Linked DNA regions of Mus musculus: all the other regions are linked to region 3. Evidence: chromatin contacts called from public HiChIP or PLAC-seq data. All regions are on one chromosome and are shown on one strand. The core of a region is the stretch at or near the end of the contact, and the rest is flanking DNA. Distances in the headings are between cores, read along the strand shown. Region 1 overlaps Gsto2 (glutathione S-transferase omega 2). Region 2 overlaps Sufu (SUFU negative regulator of hedgehog signaling). Region 3 overlaps Sh3pxd2a (SH3 and PX domains 2A).

Region 1 (4,167 bases), core at 1,499-3,998, 570 kb after region 3:
CTCAAAGAAAGGCAAAAGAAAGACCAGTGGGGTCTGCAGTACCCCCTTGACTATAAACAATATGCAGGAGATGAGATCACAGCTTCAGCAAGTGGCGTTTCTATCTGCTGGGTTTTAGCATCTGGCGCCCATTTTCACATCCCTGGGGAATGGGCAGGTGCGGGCTTGAGGCAGAGCATCCTAGCTCCAAGCTCATCTGATCTGGAGACAGCCTAGGACTTGGGGACATCCGTGTCAGGCTAAGGGAAGAGCTAGGCCACCTCTTCCTGAATTGCTCTTTCCAAATTCTCCAGTCAATGAGCCATGTTTTTTTTTGTTTTGTTTTGTTTTTTTTTTTTTTTTTGTTCACTGTTGAAGAAAGGCAGAGACCAGGATGTGGTCAAGACAGGCCCTCAGGGACTTGGAGGAGGCACCGTGGGGAGGGACAAAGTGGTCTCTTGAAGACAGGAGACTGACAAGCTAGTTCTCCTTCCTTGTAATTAATATGATACTTATATTTAGCATCTGCAGCATACGTCAGCAAATCAGAGTATACATTAACTGGCTATGGTCCTGTGTATATTTCTAGATTCTTGAATATCAGAACACTACCTTCTTCGGCGGAGACTGTATATCCATGATTGATTACCTCGTCTGGCCCTGGTTTGAGCGCCTGGACGTATATGGACTGGCTGAGTAAGACATCTGGTTATGTGACTGCAAATTCAATGAGTGCCAATTGTTGAGAAGCTCTGGGTCCCACCGCGCCCCCCCCTGCCCCCACGTGGACTGTCTCAGGCTGTTTGTGAAACAAAAACCAGGACTGAGCTCCACCCATGCATGGTTCCGTGTCCAAATATACCTGTGTCCTTCTCCTACTGAGTACAGGCTCATGCTTCCTACATGTCTATGGCTAAGAAAGATTCTGAGTGCAAATTACCTGCACCCCCCACTCCCGCCACCATGCTTCAGAGACCACTGTCCCCTGTGCATCCACAGAAACAGAAAAAAATTATCTGTAGCTCCCTCCATGGCCACACACACACACACACATGGTCCTGCTGAGTCACTCGGAGCATGCCACGTGTCTGAGTCCCATCTCATGTCCCCCCGCCCCCCCCCCCCAAATAGAAGTGCCCTTTGAAAATCAGGTTTCCAAAGCAACCCACGTGTTACTCTTCATATAAACAAAGTAGCAGCCACGTATCACACACCAGTGCCACACTCTAAGCATGTTTAAAGTGTGGCAGGGATATTTAAAGCTCAGAGGTGACACTGGCCACGTGCAGTGCTTCTGACTCGGACACCAGCCAGCCACATCAGGCATGCCTGGCATCTCTAGGGTTTGGAAAGTAGCTCTTTGGATTAGACACAAGACTGGGTGGCAAGACATACAGGTAACTTATAAGCCCACCTCCTTCCACGGCAGGGTGGAGAGCCCCAGATTAGTAAGACTCTAACAAGTGTCCTGGCCGCCAGCCTACCAGCTGTCTGACCTTAGTGGGTCGTCTGCCAGACCCTAGACTGGAATTCCCAGTCCATGTTGTAAAAGCCTGGCTTTCAAGGGTTCATGCTTGCTTTAAATTTATTTTTAAAATGTTTTGGGAAGCCACTCTTTTTTTCAAAGCCTTAAAAGTAAAAATCTGCAAATGGTCTAAGACTGTTGGCTAGAGAGGTTGTCAGACAGTTAGTCTGTTAGCCATGAAATCAAGATGCTGGATCCCCCTGCCTCAGTTCACAGGTGCCCTGTCACTTTCACAGAAGCCACTGTGACAGTGTCAACAGTTGGACACCCGGTTCCAAGTAAGCCCTTTTCCTCAGCAAAGATCAGGCTTACCGGATAATAACCAAGCTTACCATATTTCCCAAAGAAATCCATAGTTTTGTTTCTTTCTCATCTACAGAGTGATAACTGTCCTCGTCCCCACCCTGTCCCTTTCCTGTCTTGCAGCTGCGTGAATCACACCCCGATGCTGCGGCTCTGGATAGCCTCCATGAAGCAGGACCCTGCAGTGTGTGCTCTGCACACTGATAAGAGCGTCTTCCTGGGCTTCTTGAATCTCTATTTCCAAAACAACCCTTGTGCCTTTGATTTTGGGCTGTGTAACCCAATCATACGATAATCCAGGCATTGCCCGGGACTCTCGGTCATTCTGATGTCTGCATCACGGGTCATCTTGGGGTTCCGTGTATTTGTTCTTTTTTTTTGAGGTCCCTAATAAATATGGATGTGTAAAATATAGTCTAATTATCACGGGTCTGACTCCTGAAGCCTGTAGCCTCTAATGATTCTCTAGAAAGTGCCCAGCACAGAAGCAGAAGGGCATTTTGGGAGGTAGTGTGACCCCTGGCTGCCTGGCCTCTGGCTAGTTTGATTTCCAGACTACTGGCCACAGCGCTGGTACGACGGGCCTGATTGACAGACGTTTGTCACTGTAGGTTGGAACTCATCAAAAGTTTCTCTGGTGAGAAGAAAACTTGAGAAGATGGAGAGGGGGGAGGGGGAAGAGGAGAGGGAGGAGGAGGGAGAGGAGGAGATGAAGAAAGAAGGAAGGAAAGGAAAAAAGAAAAAAAAGAAAGAAAGAATCCAACCACACATACTCTATGATGAAATATGGTCTTTTAGCAAAGAAGCGCCGCTGCCCCCATGGGGAGGCGTGTGTGTCATTCCTGTTCAAACTTTGGCCATGAGCCTGGGAGACACCCAGGGTCTTGTGACTGGAAAGAATTCCAAAGCAGGAAATGAAACACCCATTTATCACCCTGGACTAACTACGTCAGGATCTCACTAGTGTTGCTGGGGCTCAGGATGTCTCACAACATATTTTATTAACCAGCATCCTGTCTCCAAAACACCCTCCCCCCTGATCCCACTCACAGGCAAAGGTCACCGCTGGATACGTGTCACATACGCAGTTGGTTCCAACAGATGCTTCTGGTTGCTTGGTGGGTCCATCAATCCTGGACCACTGGAGGATAACTGATGGAGACTCGAACCTTGCCCGTGGAGATCTCCCATCTTTGCACCAGCTTGGTCTGGGGGTTAGCCCAGTGTACTGGACCTTGCCCTGCAGTGGTGGTCTGACTTGGCTTTTCTGTAGCCCTCTATCAACTTGGCCAGGCAGCACCACACCACCTAAGATGGAGAAGACATCGGTTTGCCTGAGGTGGCTGGTCTGCCAGCAGGTGACTTCAGCAGAAGGCTGCTGCCACCACTTCCTCTACAGAAGGATTGTCCCATGCTGTTTTTAGCTAGTGTATCCTCATCTGCCTGTGGTTGTTTTGTGTTGTTGTCTCTTAAGATTCTTCCAGCATTTCAGTATCCCCAGCCATGCCCAGAGGCCAGGCAACAGCGAGTGTGAAGTTCCGACTTCAACGTGCCCCTGCTTTGGACTTAACCCAGACCAACCCTCCCTACTCCCTACATTTCAGCTGGCTCTGCCAGCTGTTGGTCACAGGCTTCCTTTTCCACCACATAAGTAGTTACCAGGTGCTACGCCATGCCGGTTGGACAGAGGCAGGCCTATTTGGCAAGGTGACCAGGCCTGCCAGAAAAGACAGGCATGTGACAGGCAGTCTGTGGAACCATCTGTTCCGGATGTGGTGCCCCGTTGCTGTGGCACCCGAGCTACTGTAGAGTCCGTGAACCACTGCTTGCTGGGATCTGAGCTCGGAAGGAGGGAATTGTTCCTGTGGTCTCTACCAGGGCTGCTGGGTCTGATTAACTCTGCAGGTGTCTAGAGAGGCTCCAGCCTGTGGCCAAACTGTTGGTACAGAAGTGGTATCTCTCTGGGTTAGAGAGTTGCTTTCTTGAGGCTTCACAGTAATTTACAAAGCTTGAAGAACCTGGAAACATAGGCTGGAGAGAATAATAACCAAGGGCAAGGTCACAGGCTGATGACCCACAGCCTTGTCTGGGGTCCGGATGCCCTTTGGGTGTGTGTGACTTCTGCAGGCCACCAGGGTCCTGGCTCCCTTCACTGCTTTGCTCTTGTTACTTCCTGCTCCTCTTTGCTGTTATATTTTCTTTTTTTTTAAAGTTTTTTTTTTTTTTAATGTGTGTATAAGTGTGTTGCTCTGTGTATGCATGTGCGTCACATGTGTGCCCGGTGCCCAAGGAGGAAGTCAGAAGATGGCACAGGTCCTCTGGGACTGGAGTCACACGGCTGATTTCCCCCATGTAGGTGC
Region 2 (4,393 bases), core at 1,656-4,155, 850 kb before region 3:
AGACACCACAACTGGGCAGTAAGGAAGTGGTGGGCTGGGCACTTGGCAGAAGACTGTCCCCTTTGTCCCCACTCTTTGCTCTGCATTGGCTGGTATAAAGACATGAGTGAGAATAGGTCTGGAGTCATCTGCTCTCCCTGCAGCTCAAGGTCCCCAAGGAGCTGAAATCTGACATCCGGAGGGGTGACAATGTCTCCCTCTGAGGTTCTTGGTCCTGTTTGCCAACTTAACAAGCAGCTGAGCAGTGGTTTCTCCTCCTCACTCCCCGGCTAGGACCACCCCAGCGTGCTCTCAGAGCTCCCAGAGTCTCGCTCTCTGTTGTCTCCAACTCAACAACGGTCAGCTCAGTTGAGATTAGCAAGCACCATTGTAATATCTGTGCTGCCCACCCTGGGACCTGACCTCGTTTCAGACACACCATAAAGATGGTGACAGAGAAAGCCAGTCCCAAATGTGCTGGCACCGCTGTTTGCCCTTCTCCCCCTGGGAAGCTGCCGTCACAGCATGGGCCCTATTTGGTCTGCCTGGCCAGTTTTCCTTTCGTCAGGACTTTGGGCTAGGCAGTCTGATGCATAGGTCTTTGTGGGTCTGGATCTGACCTAAGGTCTCAGAGATGGATTGGTTTAGAACAGCTGATCTGGCTGAGCATCAGCCGCTGGGTCCTGGCCTACTTGGGGAATTGGCTACTTGCTAATTTCATATATCCATAGCAGCCAAAAGTTTATACCAGTATTAATTTAATTCATCCTCGAAGCCACTGTAAGAAGTAGATGCTATTATGTATTTTCCTTTTTACAGAAGAAAAAGGTGAGGCCAGGGAGCTGATAAGTAGCTTAGGGCACACTCAACAAGTGTGGTCCTCCTTGCCCTGTGCTCAGGGACCGTGAGGTGAGGACCATGCGGGCTGTGCCTCTGAGATAATAATGATCTCACCAGAGGAACTCAGGTAACTAACTGGTTGTAGCATGAATAGGGACAAGCTCTCACATGGCACCGAGGACAAGCTAGGTCCATGTTAGCAGATTGCCAGGCTTATTTCACTGTAAGAAAGACCTCTCATTAGCCCCGATGATTCTAGAAATAATGAGCTGTGTCATAACTGGCTCATTTATAGAATTACTTTTAGACACAGGCCTCATTTTCTTCTTCAGAAACAAACCCTATCTCTGGCTCATCTCCCACCTCAGGACCAGGGGATTTCTTTCTTTCCGGAGCCCTATTTCCTGCTTCCCAGAAAGGCAGCCCCTCTGGTAACCTGTTCTGCTCGATCCACTGTTGCCAGCCTTCTTCCCACTGCCTTCCTGGAAGGCAAGTCCTGGGCCCTCTTTGGGGCGTCTTCAGCATTTCACAACCCTTGCATTCCAGCCATGAAATTTGTATCTGCCTTTTCCCAAGATGATCAGTTGAGAAAAGCCTCCTTCGGCTTGCTGGCGCCTCCCTTCCCACTGCCTGCTCGGGTGAGTTTGGGAAGCAGCCCTTTGTGCCACATGAGGACAGCCTGGTCCAGAGCTGTTCCTGCCAACACTTGTTGGGATCCAGGGTGGGAGTCATGGGACATCCTGTCTGTCTGAGGTCCCTGGTCAGCCAGAGGCTGATATTAGCTTTCCTGCCTCTCCATGGGCATGGTGACAGGCGAGCCTGTGTGGTCAGGTGTGTGCAGGGGAAGGTCTGTTTCTGTAAGCTGCTCCTCTAGCATCCTGTCCCTGTCCTCACTTAGCCAGTGACTCACTGAAGAGGAGAGTTCCATAAGCAACTCTGGGTCTTACATCTTCCCAAAGAGGGGCAGGCATCATGTGTGTGTACATGTGCGTTAGAGAGAAGGCTCTTGAGGAGTCAGAAGGCCTTTCAAAAGCAAGCAAGCTTAGTATCACTGCTTAGCCAGGCCTCTTATTTGTCTAAAATAGCACCCGAAGTGTGTCAGGATGCTCCCCCCACCCCTTAATTTCCTGAAGAATGAATTCTCCTGTTGTGATATTACCTCTGTAAGATTTCCACATAACACACACACACACTCACTCGTCCCTCCCTCCCTTCCTTCTTTCTATTTATTATTTATTTATTTATTCTTACTTATTTATTTCTGTTTAAGATGGAAGTCTTACTCTGTAGCCCAGACTGGTCGGGAACTTACAGGTAGCCAATAGCACAGGCTGGCCTAAACTCAGGGCCGTGCTCCTTCCTTGGCCTTCCGAATAGTGGGGTTGCAGGTAAGAGCCACACACACAGACCTGCTCCTCTCTTTACCTCTGTGCAGGCCTCTGCCCCCGTCTTTGGATGGGGTGACTTTGCTGCCCCTCACTCCCATCTCATCCTGGCCGGCCGGCCGGGGAGTTGTTCTTTAGCTGTTTGTTTTGTTCAGCCTATGGTGTCCATGAAGTGTAATTAGAAGAAGCTCTCTGGTTTCATCCACTCTGCCAGTGGGTTTGGGTGAAGGAGGTGAGTTTCCCCCTAGGAAGGCAGCTGGTTGCTGTGGTGCCACTTTGTACGTAGGACAGATTAGGATGTGACCCCGCTGTCGGTCGGGGTTATGTGTTAGGGCAGCAGACAGCCTGGAGCCTCTCTGTCACGGTGGCTTCACTCGCAGTTCTGATACTGGCACAGTACAGTCGCTTGCTCTGGAAAGCCCAGAGAGAACCCTGCTTCAGGGCTACAGTGGAGAGGCCAGGGCCTCGTCTCCACTGCTCCTGGAACACGGGCTTTGTTTTGGCTCCTTCACTGTGAACCTAGCTGTCGTGCTAAAGGTCTGTATGGCCGTGCTCAGAGCCACGTCTGAAAGGACAAAGCTGACGTGGCTCAACATATGTTTTGACTCTGGTCTTTGCGCCACTTCTGCAAAGAGACCAAGCAGTGGCCATCGTTCAAGGTTCCTGGCTGGCGCTTTGAGTCTAGGTGCAAACACTGCATCCCCTTCACCACGTTGCACAATCGGGAATATTTTTATCATCTATCCTTGATCTTCGGTGTCACCCAACACTTCAGCAGTGAGTCATTTCTGCAGGGAAGGGAAAGGGAAGGTTCAAAGGTGACAGCTGAAGAAAGGAAATGACTCAGTGTCTCAGAGAAAGGAAAGCTTGGGGCAGAGTGGGCTCTCACCCGAGACTACAGGGGTCCTGGCCTTACCCCCAAGCCAGAGGAGCCAGGTGAGATGGAGTGGCCAGAGGATCTTCCGAAGCTCAGCACCTCTGTTACGATCTTGTTCCGCCTGCCTTTGTCCTTTCAGCTTCGTGTGGTGTGTGTGTATGTGTGTGTGTGTGTGTGTGTGTGTGTGTGTGTGTGTACGTGTGGGTGCACGTGTGTGCATGTGTGATGTTTGTGTGAAGCAACATTGCCCCTCATCAGTACTGTCAGTGAGACACGGCCCTGTGCTTCCCTCTCCCTCACACCCTTTCCCAGGCCTGACCTGAGGAGAGGCCTACAAGTGGCTCTTTCTCTGGAAAGTTCAGAGCTTCTGTCAGCAATCAGAAAGCAATGGGAATAATCTCCCAGGCAAAAAGCCAAAGCCAGAGGTGGCACTGGGGCTTTGCCAGGCCACTGTACTTCACTTCTGATTTGTCACCAAGCCCAGTGTCCTGCTTCCAGGTGTCCCCAAGGAGAAGGTCTCAAGTCATGTGGCCAGTGTAGACGTCATGAGTATCACAGGATGAGGACTGTGGCTAGCAGGAATTTCAGCTGCTTGGTTCTTCCTCCCACCCCTGTTGCCATGGATAGAGGCAGAGAGCGCTGCTTCAGTGAGTGTGGAGAAGTAAGACCTTTCCAGAGGGGAGAGAACTATAGATTAGGTTCTGCCAGTCTGCTGTGAAGGCAGGGTGACTGGAGCATGTGCCATACACCACCTAGGACTGCAAATCAGGAGGCTTGTCTTTCCACTGGAAGGTGTGCTAGGCTATGTGGAAAGTCACCTTATACAGTGAGAAGGGTAAATATAGATCGTGTTATACAGACGGTGGTAACAACAAAGAGGAGGATTAGGTCCACTTCTGAATTGTCATGGTAGTCACTCCTTGATCTTTTGGCAAAGATCAAGTATAACCATTCTACATACCTGCCCTCTGTGCTCTGAACACAGGCAGGACCCTAGGCTGGAGAGTTCTTGAGGCTGAGTAGGTATTATATATCACCTATGGGGCAGGGGATTGCTGTTTCCCCCCACTTCACGCAGTAGAGTGCCGTTGCCCCGATTCTATTAGTATAGAGTCAAGCCAGGGCATGGTAGTACAAGCCTCTAATCCCAGAACGTGAGAGCAGAGGCAGGCAGAGTGCTGCAAGTTTAAGAAAGCCTGGTCTACATAGGGAGTTTCAGGCCAACCAGGGCTACATAGACACTGTCAAACTCCATGAAATCGGCCCCTGCAGAATCAAGGCACTAGGAATAAGCACCAGTCAGTGTTTGAAC
Region 3 (4,406 bases), core at 1,097-3,596:
GAATAGGTAAGGCCCAGAGAAATGAAAGGTTCTGAAGTTACCCACCTATTGGTAGTAGCTACAATCTAAGCATAGTTGTTCCCTTATGTGGTCTCTGTGCTGGACTGGGCTGCTCAGATGACAGGGGCAAGCAGGAAAGCAGGTATTCTCCACCATGCTGTTTCTAACACAGACCCACACCACCTTCCCCAAGTTCTTCCTTCACCACAGGCAGGAGCCCATGGGTTATAGATATGGAACGAGAAGGGAAATGGCAAATGAATCCCTGGGGACTTTTTGTTGTTGTTTTTTGAGACAGGACCTTACACAGATGGCCTAGCCACAGATGGCCTCAAACTCACTATATAGATCTGGCTAGCCTCAGAGTCACAGACACTGTCTGCCTCTGTCTCCTGAATGCTAGGATTAAAGGCAGGTGCCACCACACTCAGCCTGGACTCTTGGAACCACGTAGCAGGGCTCTTCTGTCATCCTGGCCAATGGCTCACTGACCCCAAAGACTCCAAGGCTCACTGCCTTCTGCTACTCAGCATCACACAGCAGTGGTGGTGTGACAGGGCACATGTGGCAGCAGGAGAGTCCCCAAGGAACTGGCCTTGCATCCAAAAGCAAGCTCCAGCTCTTCCTAGGAGCAACCTCCCAAGTGAACAGACCTTCTCTCCCCTGACGCCTTTCCTTCTGTCCTGAGAGATCCCTCAGGAGGCCTCAGAGACTCGGGACACAGTCAACCCCCAAAGCAATGTCAGTTTCCTTAGAGATCAGGGAGATGGGGCTGGTAGGACCACCCGTCAACTTACATAGGAAGGGAACCAGTGTGATGTTGACTTGGAATCGAGATCTGACACCAGGTCACGTTCTGTCATGTGTGCAGTGTCACTGCCAACCACCCAGGCACAAGGACAGAGCCTGACTCTCATATGGACAATGACAACACCAGCCTCAGGAGGGGGAGTCTAGCCCTGTGCTCCCCAAAGGATGTCCACTGAGATTTCTTTAGGGTCTCTGCAGTTACTCAGAGGCATTATCATTCAGAGGACTGTTTCTGACCTCAGGAGACTTGTTTCCGCTTCAGCTCTCTGTGCCTCAGTCATTCTATCTACAGAATGGACACAGTGACCCTTTGGATTGTGCTCCTTTCAAAATATTAGAAGGGAACAAAGACAGGCCTCCCTCTTGAAGGGCCCACAAGTGCCACTCCTGGGGTACACCTATATACAGGGCCTGTCCCCAGCAAACTGAAACCAAAATGATCCTGACTCCTTTTAAGTCCCACCGGGCAGGCTGTGGGCAAGCAGCAGAGGATGCTGTGGTTTCAAGGACCCTTTGACTCTCCCTGCAACACGCACAGACTAACTTTTCTCTATCTGCCGAGTGTGCCTTTTCTTGCCAAGGGCATCAAGGGATTTTGATCCATTCTGCAAAAACCCTGGAGCTAGCAGATCCTGCCAAGCCATGGGCATGGTCTCTGTCAGCTCCTAATGACAAAGTGGCCTGCTGCAGGACCCCTTCTGGACCTGGCTTCATCCAGAGCCTGGGCCCTCTTCCCAAGTCCTGGTGGCTTCCAGCTCAGCAGGAGGTGGTCAAACTCACCACCCACTCACTGGCCAGACACTAGCCAACCTCCCACAGGGCCTGGCCCTTCCTCAGACATCTTGCTAGGGGTCTGGGGACTCTGGAACCTATTGTGATGTCATGCCTGCCCTCTCCACCAGCTGGCTGGGTCCTCCCACTCCTGCCTGGATCCTAGCTGGCAGACACACAGCTCGACCAGGGAAAGCTGTCATTGGGCATCTCTGAGCTAAAGCTACCATCTCTGGGCCTCAGATGGCACGGGGTCAGTCCCTGAATGAGGGAGGGATGCTTCCATACCACCTTGGCCTTGCATTAGCACAAGCCAGCTAATTAGCCTCGAGCCAGGGAGACATTCTTCCACCACCAGGCAAACTGCTGGCCTGCAGCCCAAACCAACAGGGGAACTTCAGACTCTTCGGCCCTCTCCCTCTCCCTGCCAGATGGAAATAACGTATAGCTGCAGAGGTGGGGGGAGGAGGAGAGGAACAAAAACCCAGCCGGGCCCAGGAGCCAGGCTGGAACCAGGAGTGGACACGCACTCACCGCTTTCGTTCTTCTCGATGACATCTACCACCTCCCCGGCCTGGAGGCTCAGCTCCGAGTTCTCTTGTTTCTTATAGTTGGACACCACCACGTACTGTTCCAGGATCATGGGCTCGGCGTTGGTGTCGGCACCTGGCGAGGGCAGAAAGCACGCGGTGAGCCAGCGGCCGGCTGTAGCCCCGCGGCCGGGGCGCCCTCTGTCCATCGCCCTCGAGGGAGGCTGCTCGGTCGCCAGCTCTGCACCGCGGAGCAGCCCGTAGCCAGGGCTCGCAGCTTGCCGGGCCCCAAGGACAGGCCATATAGCAAGGCCCCACACCGGCCCGCTGCACCGCGGGGACCGGGGGACATGGGGAGCCAGGGGCCGGGGGGGGGGGAGGAGAAGGGGGTGGAGAGAGGCAGAGACAGGCAGAGACGGAAGCCAAGGAAATTGAGGGAAAAGCCTGCTGCTGCGTGCGAAGCGTTAGTCACAGGCCGGCATGGGGGAGTCTGCTGAGAGGCCCGGGGCCTCCCATCTCTCCAGACTCTTGGGCTGGCCGGGGTGTGAGAGCGGGACCACAGGAGCACAGTGGGCGGCCCATGAAGGCTGAGGCCAGAACACAGGGGCGAGAAAGAAGAGAGAGGGCTGGGAGGTCCAGGAGGCTGGCTGCCTCTACCCCAAGCCTGTAAACCCGGAGAGAAAAGGAGCGGGGCTCCCCTCAGGAGGGAGAGGGAGAGAACTCCACAGCCGAGGTCCAGCAAAGAGTCAAGAGGCTTTGAGGCCGCCAATCACTAGGGCTTACTCGCAACCCTTAAATAGAAACACATGAGACCCGTCGAATGAGGAGCTGGGGGCGGAGGCAGGGGATGGGAGGAGGGCCCAGACTATTTACTTGAAACCCAAGAAGAAAGTCCCAGCGCCAGCGCTGGCGGGCCGAGCGCCCCTCCCTCCCCACGCCAACTTTTCCCCAAGTTCGGCTCCATTCCTGTCCTCCTGGTTCTCCAGGGGCCAGGCAGATAGCAGCTTTAGGCTTTCCAGAGGAGCCTTCCTGGGTCTCTCTGCCATCTCAGCCAGCAGAGGCTGCCCGGTTCCCCTTGTCTTTAAGTGCTGGGAAGTTTTAAAAGCCTTGGAGTCAAAGGCCAGGGTGTATCAGAGAGAGGGCCTGTGAGTCCTGCTTCCAGGAGCAAGGCAGTTCTTTGTCCTGTTTGGCCACTGTATTGGTGTGACATTCATTAAACAAGCACCAAGCTGGCAAATGGACAGGCTGGGTGCCATCTCGGCTTAAAGGGTATATGGCTGGATGTGCCGTCACATCTTTCCTGCTCTTCAACTGATACTGTGGACACTCCCAAAGACAGTATGCCCTGCTAGCCTTATACAAATCCACAAGCCAGAAAATGACTAATCACCTCTTTCAGGAAGCCTTCCCAGACGCTCCACCCCCGAGGGAATTCCTAGTACATTTCTTACAACCATATAGTTGCCAGTCAGTCTGTAATTCCCACAGTAGTGGCTGAGGCAGGAGAATCAGGAAGGAGTTCAACATTAGCCCGGGTTGCCAGTCAAGAAACCTGTCTCAGAACCAAAACAAATGCAAACCTCTACCCATGTTCAGGAAGGCTGGGGCTTAACACCACTAGTGTGGCCATACAAATGGCCTGGCGTTTCCAGTCTCTTGTGGTGCCTCACCCCTCGGACACACCCCTCCCTCTGCATGACTGAGTCTGACTCACATGCCAGGCAGGTATGGCTTCAGTCCACCTCGAGACGGCCCTTCTCTTCCCGTTTACCTCATAAATTAATGAGAGGCTCAGAGAGGAGCTGAAGAGGCACATGTAGTTCCCACAGCTCATATAGAGACAGCCGAAACACACACTCATGGACTTTCCGAAGGTTCAAGTCCGCCTCTCTTCTAATCACAGAATTCTGGTCTGTTTACACACACACACACACACACACACACACACACACACACACACTGTCCTTCTGACACAATGACCCTTTGCTTAGACATGTCACAGGAGCCTTTAATCCCCAAACTCTCATGCCCAGGCTTCAGAGAGCCAGTTTTAATGGGTGGGGCCTCAGTGTGAATCACTTTGCATAGCCCATCTTGTCCCACGGTTCAGATATGCAGCCAAAGTGAGAGGCACTGTTTAGACCTCTGTGACCTTTGTGAAGAAGGGTCTTTCAGGGTCTGTGGCCAGAAGATGCTAGGAGATCAAAAGAGGCTCTCCTGGGAGAGCCTCCCATGGGCCTGGTACTTTTCTCTCACAGATGTGGGGCTTTGCAGCCACAGCCGTACCCTCTGGAG

What was found. HiChIP or PLAC-seq counts read pairs in DNA pulled down with a chosen protein or histone mark.
Region 1: a contact with region 3 is called in a FOXA1 HiChIP or PLAC-seq map of pancreatic cancer cells. The contact joins two enhancer-like sites. A contact is called at or near these places in 2 of 115 datasets of contacts at active chromatin or transcription factors (embryonic stem cells and pancreatic cancer cells).
Region 2: a contact with region 3 is called in a FOXA1 HiChIP or PLAC-seq map of pancreatic cancer cells. The contact joins two enhancer-like sites. A contact is called at or near these places in 2 of 115 datasets of contacts at active chromatin or transcription factors (bone marrow-derived macrophages and pancreatic cancer cells).

Annotation. Positions count from the first base shown.
Region 1 is chr19:47,884,088-47,888,254 of GRCm38.p6, forward strand. It overlaps Gsto2 (glutathione S-transferase omega 2), which reads left to right. Exons shown (of 9, transcript NM_026619.2): 8 at 569-675; 9 at 1,931-2,218. The coding sequence ends at 2,102. Among named protein-coding and RNA genes, the nearest start is that of Gsto2, 20 kb to the left of the region's middle. Within about 2 kb of position 2,749, at least 135 of the 459 cell types and tissues checked have an H3K27ac peak or open chromatin away from gene starts, as enhancers often do. A contact at or near this core is called in pancreatic cancer cells, where this site is marked.
Region 2 is chr19:46,456,521-46,460,913 of GRCm38.p6, forward strand. The region is part of intron 8 of Sufu (SUFU negative regulator of hedgehog signaling); the gene reads left to right. Among named protein-coding and RNA genes, the nearest start is that of Trim8, 43 kb to the right of the region's middle. Within about 2 kb of position 2,906, at least 73 of the 459 cell types and tissues checked have an H3K27ac peak or open chromatin away from gene starts, as enhancers often do. A contact at or near this core is called in pancreatic cancer cells, where this site is marked.
Region 3 is chr19:47,311,920-47,316,325 of GRCm38.p6, forward strand. It overlaps Sh3pxd2a (SH3 and PX domains 2A), which reads right to left. Exons shown (of 15, transcript NM_008018.4): 8 at 2,116-2,247. Among named protein-coding and RNA genes, the nearest start is that of Gm29834, 27 kb to the left of the region's middle. Within about 2 kb of position 2,347, at least 228 of the 459 cell types and tissues checked have an H3K27ac peak or open chromatin away from gene starts, as enhancers often do. A contact at or near this core is called in pancreatic cancer cells, where this site is marked.